Regions from separate parts of the Oryza sativa genome. Here region 1 is linked to region 2. A link is a contact called in public ChIA-PET data. All regions are on one chromosome and are shown on one strand. The core of a region is the stretch at or near the end of the contact, and the rest is flanking DNA. Distances in the headings are between cores, read along the strand shown. Region 1 holds the start of LOC4323889 (putative clathrin assembly protein At2g01600). Region 2 holds the start of LOC4323884.

Region 1 (4,410 bases), core at 1,502-4,001, 49 kb before region 2:
ATATAAAACCATTTTAACAAAGGAAAATTTCTAGGAATGTACTCTACTAAGGCATCACCACCTGATCATAGTTTGCTCTACAAAATATTGCAAAAGATCTGTACAAGCAAGCAATGACATGAGCAAAAAGATAGCACAGATACAATGTTGCACAAAAGATGCCCTTATTCTAAGAATAGACTCTAGTCCAGAGAAGGAACTGCTCAATTATATCAGTAATAGCAGGATATGGCTCTTCATCCTGACAAATTATGAAGTGCCAAGGCAACCAAGATGTTTGCAATGGAGCGATTGGGTAATAAAAAGAAACACATCTGCATCCACAAGAAGAAAAACACTGGTGTAAAAGAAAAAACATAGCTTACCAGAGCTAGAGCATACTGCACCAAATAATTGCTATTTGCAGCTCCTTCTGGCTGCATAAGAAGAAAGAAAGCTGTCAGGTTATCTTCACAAAAAACAGACTGGAAAATTAGATTTTAGAATGTTTATTTCCCCCATTAGTCCAAACTGGCAAAAGAGAAAATCACCCGACATCCAATAAGTCGATAGAGTAACTGCTGCAGTGCTGGTAATTGCTCCAGCAAGTCCGGAGAATCTAATTCTCTGGTTCTACTGTGGCCCTGAAAAAGTCACAATATGAAGAATTCAGCAAGATAGAAACCAATAATTGACAAAATGTTGTAACTCTAATTATAATCATGGTAGCTAATTTGACTACAATAACCAAATGAGATTGATAATAACCAAACCTTTTCAGGCCCTTGACCCTGCTTCGACAAACGCTCAGCTTCAATATCGTACTTTAAGACCCTGAAGCATTCCAGTCTTTCCTCCAAAAACAAACCGTATGTACGAACCCATGAAGAATAGTCCCAAGCTGGATAAAAAGTTGTATTAGAAACAATGGGAATTTAGGAGGTGATACTAAAGAAAATTGATGTGCTCTACTAACCAACAGGGGTGGAGTCATCCTTGAAGTTTGATAATTGCAAAATCCGCACTCTTTGTGTGAAAGTAAGAAACTCTTCACGGAATGTAGGATCACCATCCCGGAGAAGCCTGTGGATCACCACAAGTGTCTTCAGTGCAACCTACATAGTGCATGAAATGAATGTTACATTAATTGGCTCCAGATGTGGACCAGCGAATACTTGCAAATAGAACAGAACACTGAAGAGTGTCTGAAGTATTGCTGATCTGCTGTTGAAGTGGTGGCACGAAAACCATAAATCAGAAAAACTTGTTTGGGACCAAGCCGATTTACTCCCTCCGTTTCACAATGTAAGTCATTCTAGCATTTCCCACATTCATATTGATGTTAATGAATCTAGACATATATATCTATTTGGATTCATTAACATCAATATGAATGTGGAAAATGCTAGAATGACTTACATTGTGAAACGGAGGAAGTAGCACATTGAGTTTCACCAAATCAGCCAAAAAAGATCCAGATCAAAGCAAGCATTTAATATGAGACAGAACATCACAGAATCGAAAAACATGATTCAGGGCAACCAGAAAAATAGAGAAACCATGGATGGTGAACAAAAGGCTATCAAAATCAACAAGAAAGACCAGAAAAATGCAGACCATCTCAGATATAGAGAAGAGAGAATGTTAATCAATTGAGTTAAGTTATATTTCAAGTTTGAGATATATCGAGGGCATAAGCGGTAACATAATTTAAATGTACATTCTACTATCCTGGATGGTTGGATGCCCACATTAGCACCACTGTACCACCGCTAAACCACAAAAAGCTCAAGCTCAGTATCCTAACTTCTTACACTGCGGCAGTTACATAAATGACTACATTTATATACTGCAAAAATTTCAGTTTTGCAACCCGCCTGTTACTCGACTACAGTATGGCAAGCGCTCAACGCAACCTAAGCATAAAAGATACAAACATAAAACATAAACACGAAAAATCTCAACAGGAGTGCACGGTGCTTACAATCCAATTCCGGGTCTTGGCGAGGCGACGAGCAAGAGCATGGATGCAGTAGGCGACATCCGCCCGAGGCCTACCGATGGACGTCGCCGCTGCAATCTCTGCAACACAACCACCAACCCATCAAACACCAAACCCAACAGAGAATGGGGAAAACCCCAACAGCAAGTACCCTCCATCCCACCGAACAATCTCAATTCTCAAATCTGATTCCACACACACTGAACTAAATTAAGCAGAAAATCGCAAGCGAGGATATAGGAGATTGGCAGATTGGTAGTGAGGACGAATCAACGTACTTCGCAGGTGGCGCTCCTTGGGCGGGCACTCGACGTGGTTCGTGGCCTTCACAATCGCCACATCCAGATCCTACAGAGGGGAAAAGAAAAACATCGCAAACTAAAATAAATCCCAATGGATGCGTACAACACAGATCCAAACGCCTCCCCCTCCTGGACTCCTCGTCCCCCAGTCGGTTGCGGCAAATCGGATGAACTGAACCAGTTTGCGCCACTGGATTGGGGGAGGGTGCAAAAGCTCGACGCGGACCTTGAAGTCGGAGTTGAGATTGGCGAGGCTGACGGTGGTGGTGTCCTTGAGCGCGCCGTACGCCTTGCGCCAGCTCTGCAGCGCCGACATTCTCTGCTCCTCCTCCTCCTCCGCTCGCTCGCTCGCCGCCGCCTGCTGCCGCCTCCTCGACTTTTTTTTTTCTCTCTCTCTCCCCCCTTTGCTTCTGATTATTTTTTTCTCTCAGCCCTGCGGCCTGATTCGATTTCCGGCTACGCGTCCGCGAGATTGCTCGGTGCACGGAACGGCAAATAAATAGGAAGGCTTCGTTTTTCCGATATTGCCAAATGTGAAGGCGCGTTGGCACTTTTCATCACACCTTCTAAAGCCTGACGAGCAGAAGCTATAAAAAGGATTTCTTTTAAATCGAGGAGAGATGAAACTTTTTAAATACTCGGATTTAAATTAGAAAATGAATCACTTCTCGAATTTAAAATTCCAATGGCCGCCTGAGACAGCGTGTCCAGATGATTGGTTTGTTGGATTGTTGATTAATTGGTGGAATCTCATATTTTAGACTGTAACAGAGTACTAAGTAGTAGTATTTTTCAAGCCTAATTCGAAGGCAATAAGCTAGAGTCAATTCAGGCCGGCTGCTGCTCCTATCAAAAGCGGTAGTGTAGCAGCTGGTTTGGTTACCAGGCAGTTCCATGAAAGTGTTTAGGTTGGCTGGTCCAACATTGTCAAAAAGGCCCAATTAAGCTACGGTTTAAAAAATTTGGGAAAATTGGAACCATGCCATTATAATTTTATAAAATTTGAGATATGTCATTCTAACTCACATGTCATTGACTCATGTAGGTCCTACATGTCATTGAGATACCAATGACATATCTTAAACTTTGCAAAGTTATAATGACATGTTTCCAAATTACCCTTAAAACTTTGGTTAAACCTTTCTTCTGCGCATGGCTTGACTCGTGAGCATGCGCTAGGCATGATAGAAGAAAGAATCTCAGCACAGACAAGTCATTCATATTTTATGCTGTACAGAACGAAAAATGCGTGGTGGTTTGGCTGTAAAGACGATTGACAACTCCAGTGTGTCCTAACACCGGTGGTCCTACCGCAGCAGCATGCAGCTTGGTTTCTTCCTTGGAAAGGTTTGGTACCAGAGAAAGGTAGGGAGAGGTGAGTTGCCACCGTGCCAGTTCACAGGCACGTCTCACCTGTGACAAAACTGCGGATTCGTGTGGCTTGGAAGATTTAACTGCATGCACGGCGTCGGATTGACAGGGACTACGAGAGAGGAGAGTGATTCGCTGCTGATTCTGAAGAGGAGGGGAATGCGGGGGACGGTTGCGTTCTCCCTTTCCAAGTCGGTCGGGGTAGCTGGGTTGTCTCGCCGGGTCCCAGGCTCGCCACCGCTCACCGGACTTGGATGTGAGGACGAAGCAGACGGCTGGCGTTGGAGTCGACCGGCAGTTGGTCCGCTTGCATATGGCACAGAAACACACTGACACGCATTCGGCCCGTTCCCTCGATGCGTCGTTCGGAATGGGCCAAAATCCCGGCCCTGTATTTGGTGATGGCCTGGGATTTCAGTGGACTTAGCAAGTCAGAAGCCTGTGAGAGCCCAATAAGCCCTACGCTGTGGACAAACTTCTGCCGTGCGTTTTGTTATACACTCTTTTCTTTGCCATCGACGGTTTCACCAGTGGCGCGACGCGATCCGCGTCAGGCGCATCTGACGGATCTGCTTCCTTCTGGACCGAAAATTGTGCGCATGTATGCTATCCCGATGCAGCGTCTTGCTATTATAACTCCAATCAAACTACGAATTCTGGTAGAGGCCCTGACGATCTACGTGCGCCTCAGCGAGGGCCCCAAAGATCAATTCTCCGCCCTCGCCATCCATGTGATGGAAAAAGTGCACCAAGGTC
Region 2 (3,934 bases), core at 971-3,470:
AGTAGTGAGATAATGGCATTTTGGTACTTTTGAAATATGCCAAGGATTTATAGATAGTCTCCGAGTGTGTGAGATAGTAGTCATATTCTTCTATTTCATTTTATCCACATAGTATATTTGTTTCCTTCCTTCTATTTATCATGAATTCGCAACTCTCAGGTTAATCCATTACTAAAGAGCTTATTCAACTTATTCATATAATTGTTTACTCCTACTTCAAAAAATACATTTATTCATTTTTAAGCTATTGGTTAAATTTATTTTCAAAAGTATTTGATTTATTCCTTTTCGAACGGTCAGGCCGTTGCCGACGTTTTATATTAAGAAGAAGGTGTTCCATTTTAAGGAGAAAACAGGACCAAACCTTACAGTGTCTAGTTAATTAGGAAAAACTGAGCGAAAACTACAACTACAACACCACATCAATAGCTAACCTAACTTACACTACCATGACGGAGCCCAACATAAGACATCGGTCAAGCTTGCCATAGAGGCGACACGGCAACCCACACATGTTATCATTGCCAAGCTTACCACCCAAGCGACACATCAGTTTCGACTTCACTGCAATGCTACCCCAACGCCAAATAAACAAACAAAAACGACACCCATGAAGGACATCAGCCCAAATTCCTACACACAGTTAGCATCAACAACCCTATAAGGAGATCGCGGTGTGTGTCATCGTTGCCAAGTTTCGTCGCACCCCTACAGCAAAGCAGCTCCGACTCTACCCAGTAGTAACCAAACAAGGATGATGAATACCTGCCACAAAGCAAGAAATGAAACCAAGGCGGCAAAGGCCTCGTCAAACACACTAGGCTTGTAGAGCTTCAAAGGCATTGCAGGAGCCCACCAATGGCTACCGTTGCACGCGGAAGGTTCTTGGTGCTAAGAGAAGTCAACGCCAAAACGACACCTCCAAGGAGGGAAACGACGCCTAATGGTGCCGTCGTTGTCATACCGGCCCATGCCCTAGCAAGGCTTTCGCCAGTGATTCCCAATCAAATCCCTACACAACTGTCCTGCCCAACGACCGTTGTTGGACCACCACGCTATCCCTTCAGCGCCCCTGTGCGTATAGTAAAGTAGATAATGGTATAATAAAGTAGATAATCCGAGACGATAGTTTGTCCAATTATCTAAATCGAAGCATGTGAACCGTATTCCAGCTTTTGCGTGATTGAACTCCGAAATTAGGCGAATCATATTGATTTCAGATTTGACAGGCTAGCTCAAAGATGTTTATTAACGTGTGCTTCTCGACGCCACTGTCAGCCGTTTGGGGTCGAGCTACAATTTGAGCAAAGGACACCACCGGCCTTTGTTGTTTAACTGACAGTATTAATACGAGTTATTTAATGCATAGATCAAGAGATTACATGCCTCCCATAGTTCCATCGACAGTGATACTAACTATGAGTTAACAATTGAACCAGAAATAAGGGCCCTTTAAATCAAAAGATTTATGTAAAAATTTTCTAGGATTCTTTCTATATGATTTTTTTATTTGGCCCTTTAATTCAAAGGATTGAAGCTTTTCGAATCCTATGAAATTCATATGGTCATGGGTAGCACCTTAGGTCTTGGGTTTAACTCCTCATGGGAGCAAATTTCCTAGGATTTAACGGCATCGTGCTTTCAGTGGTAGGTCAATCTCCAGGATTTGTCGGCCAAGTCTTCGAAGATACTCATAGGGGTAGCGCTTACGTGCGTGCGTTTAGGTTGCGTGCGTTTAGGAGTGAATGTACGTGCGTTGTGAGTCTCTAGGTTATATTGCGTAATTCTAAAAAAAAAAGGTAAAAATGGAGATTTTGTGGTAAATAACAGAAAATGATGTTCCCTGCCGATGTGACCAAAAATACACCCATCGACATTTCGATGCACCGATATGCTTGGTTTTAAGTTATTACAATAAATACACCTACTTAACACCCACTTACCAAGCTCATGCCATGTGAATGTGATTTACTTCTTTTGATAGAACACCTTTTCTGATTCTACATCTTTTGCAAATTACAATACTTAACATCCACAGATTTTTGTACAGTGTTATGTTCCTAAATCCTAATCGGTCATCTACTTCAACATCTACTCGTAAATCCTCTACTACTCCGTAGGCTGTAGAAGTTGAACCAATTACCCGGGCGGCCGGCACGTTCCCTAATCGCCCGATCTAAACAATACACAAAAAAGTCTCGACCCGTTTCGCCCCGACCGGTCGCCGCGCCACCACCCACTCCCCCTCAAACACCGGCGGTGGTCATGCCGCCTCCGCCTCCTCCTCCGCCGCCGCCGCCGCCGTCTCCTCCTCGCCTTCCTCTCACCGCCCACCGCCTCCCTCTCCCGCCCGCGACCTCGCCCCCCGCCTCGCTCCTCCTCGCGCCGCGCCCTTCCCCCACCCGCGCGCTCGCGCTCCTCTTCCCGGACTCCTCCGCGCGCCTCCTCCCCTCCCTGCCGCCCGCCGCCTCGCTCCCCGCCACCGCCGTCCCCTCCCCGCTCGCCGCTGCCGCCTGCTTCGTGCTCCTGCTGCCCTCCTCCCACCTCCTCTTCCTCTCCGCGCACCCGTCCCCTTCCTCCCCCGCGGCCCACCTCCGCGCCTACTCCCTCGCCTCCGGCCGCTTCTCGCCCGCCCCGCTCTCCTTCAAGCGCCAGGCCTCCGCCTCGGGGCTGCCCCTGCACGGCCTCCCGTTCGGCCTCGGCGTCCGCCTCGCCGGCGGGGTCAACGCCGTGGCTCTGCTGTCCCTCTCCGCCGGGCAGATCTGGGTGCTAGCCCCAGGGATGGCTGCGGACGGGCGCACGGTGGAGCTGCACAAGTGCGCGGTCGTCGAGCTCGAGCCGTCGCGGCCGGTGTACGCCATGGAGGTTGCCATGGGGAGGCTGCTCCTCGGTGAGGCTGGTGGTTTGCGCGTGTTCCCGCTACAAGGCTTGATGAAGAGTGGGAAAGAGAGGCAGGTGAGGAAGGAGGGTGCGGGGGCAGCAGTAAGGAAGAGCCTGCACAAGAAGAATGGAATTCGGAATGGTTTTATTGTGCCAATTGGGCATGGCGGTAGCGAGGGAGGTGGCAAACGAGAAGCTGTTTCCACTCGTGAGTATCCTTAATTTTCCTTGAAGCTTTGATTCTAGTATTTGATTATCTTAGTGCTATAATGTGAAAAAGGTTGATCACTATCTTTGTGAATGACACCTAGGTTAGGTAGTATTTGATTGCACTTAGAAAAAGTGCAGGATATAAGGTAGCTCTAATCTTCTTATAGTGTTGTTGTTTTTGTTATGTCTGTGTCTAGGCAAAGCATTTGAGTGTTCACTTAGGGTCGCAATAGAGCAAGTGTAGTGTGGCGGAGGTACCGATAGAACAGGATATACCTTCAGTTGATTTGTGCAAAACTGATGATTTGATAAAATAATATTTGCCCCAACACAAGGAGCAAAGTTGGGAACTATTTTTCAATATAGTATATTTTTTCTTTGGTAAATCCCATGTACATGCCCTTTGTAGCAGAAAACTACGGGTTCACAAATTTCACATAACTACATGGAGCTTGATAGTACTATTAAGTATTAACACAAAAACACATTGTTTGATACAGGATTTGTGAAATTTGATATTTTCTGTATTATAACTCTCAAGTTTTTCTAACAATTATATAATACTTTCTCAGCCCCATTGGTGGTTTCATGAGCAAAATGTTTTTTTTTAAGAAACTGATAACAATTGTTTGGTGTACTACTTTGTATTTAAGGCTAATATTTGTAAAGGATGAATGGAGCTAAATAATTGTCTCTGCAACATGCTGATATTTTTTTTAACTCTAACATATCTGGTTGTTAAAGTCCACTTGGATTTTGTTTGCAACCTTGTAGTTCAAACTGCTACCTTATTCCTTATAATCATGATCTGTACAATTCTATCGATTGATCAGTAACTTTTGAT

Evidence for each region. ChIA-PET counts read pairs in DNA pulled down with a chosen protein or histone mark.
Region 1: a contact with region 2 is called in an RNA polymerase II ChIA-PET map of leaf, with 6 times the contacts expected there. The contact joins the promoter of LOC4323889 here to the promoter of LOC4323884 in region 2. A contact is called at or near these places in 1 of 15 Hi-C or Micro-C datasets (an unstated tissue) and 1 of 4 datasets of contacts at active chromatin or transcription factors (leaf).

What each region holds. Positions count from the first base shown.
Region 1 is chr1:29,315,509-29,319,918 of ASM3414082v1, reverse strand. LOC4323889 (putative clathrin assembly protein At2g01600) reads right to left here and starts at 2,751. Exons shown (of 15, transcript XM_015766518.2): 1 at 2,510-2,751; 2 at 2,260-2,329; 3 at 1,964-2,061; 4 at 956-1,094; 5 at 753-880; 6 at 531-623; 7 at 366-416. The coding sequence starts at 2,599.
Region 2 is chr1:29,266,445-29,270,378 of ASM3414082v1, reverse strand. It overlaps LOC4323884, which reads left to right and starts at 2,220. Exons shown (of 7, transcript XM_066306483.1): 1 at 2,220-3,088. The coding sequence starts at 2,266.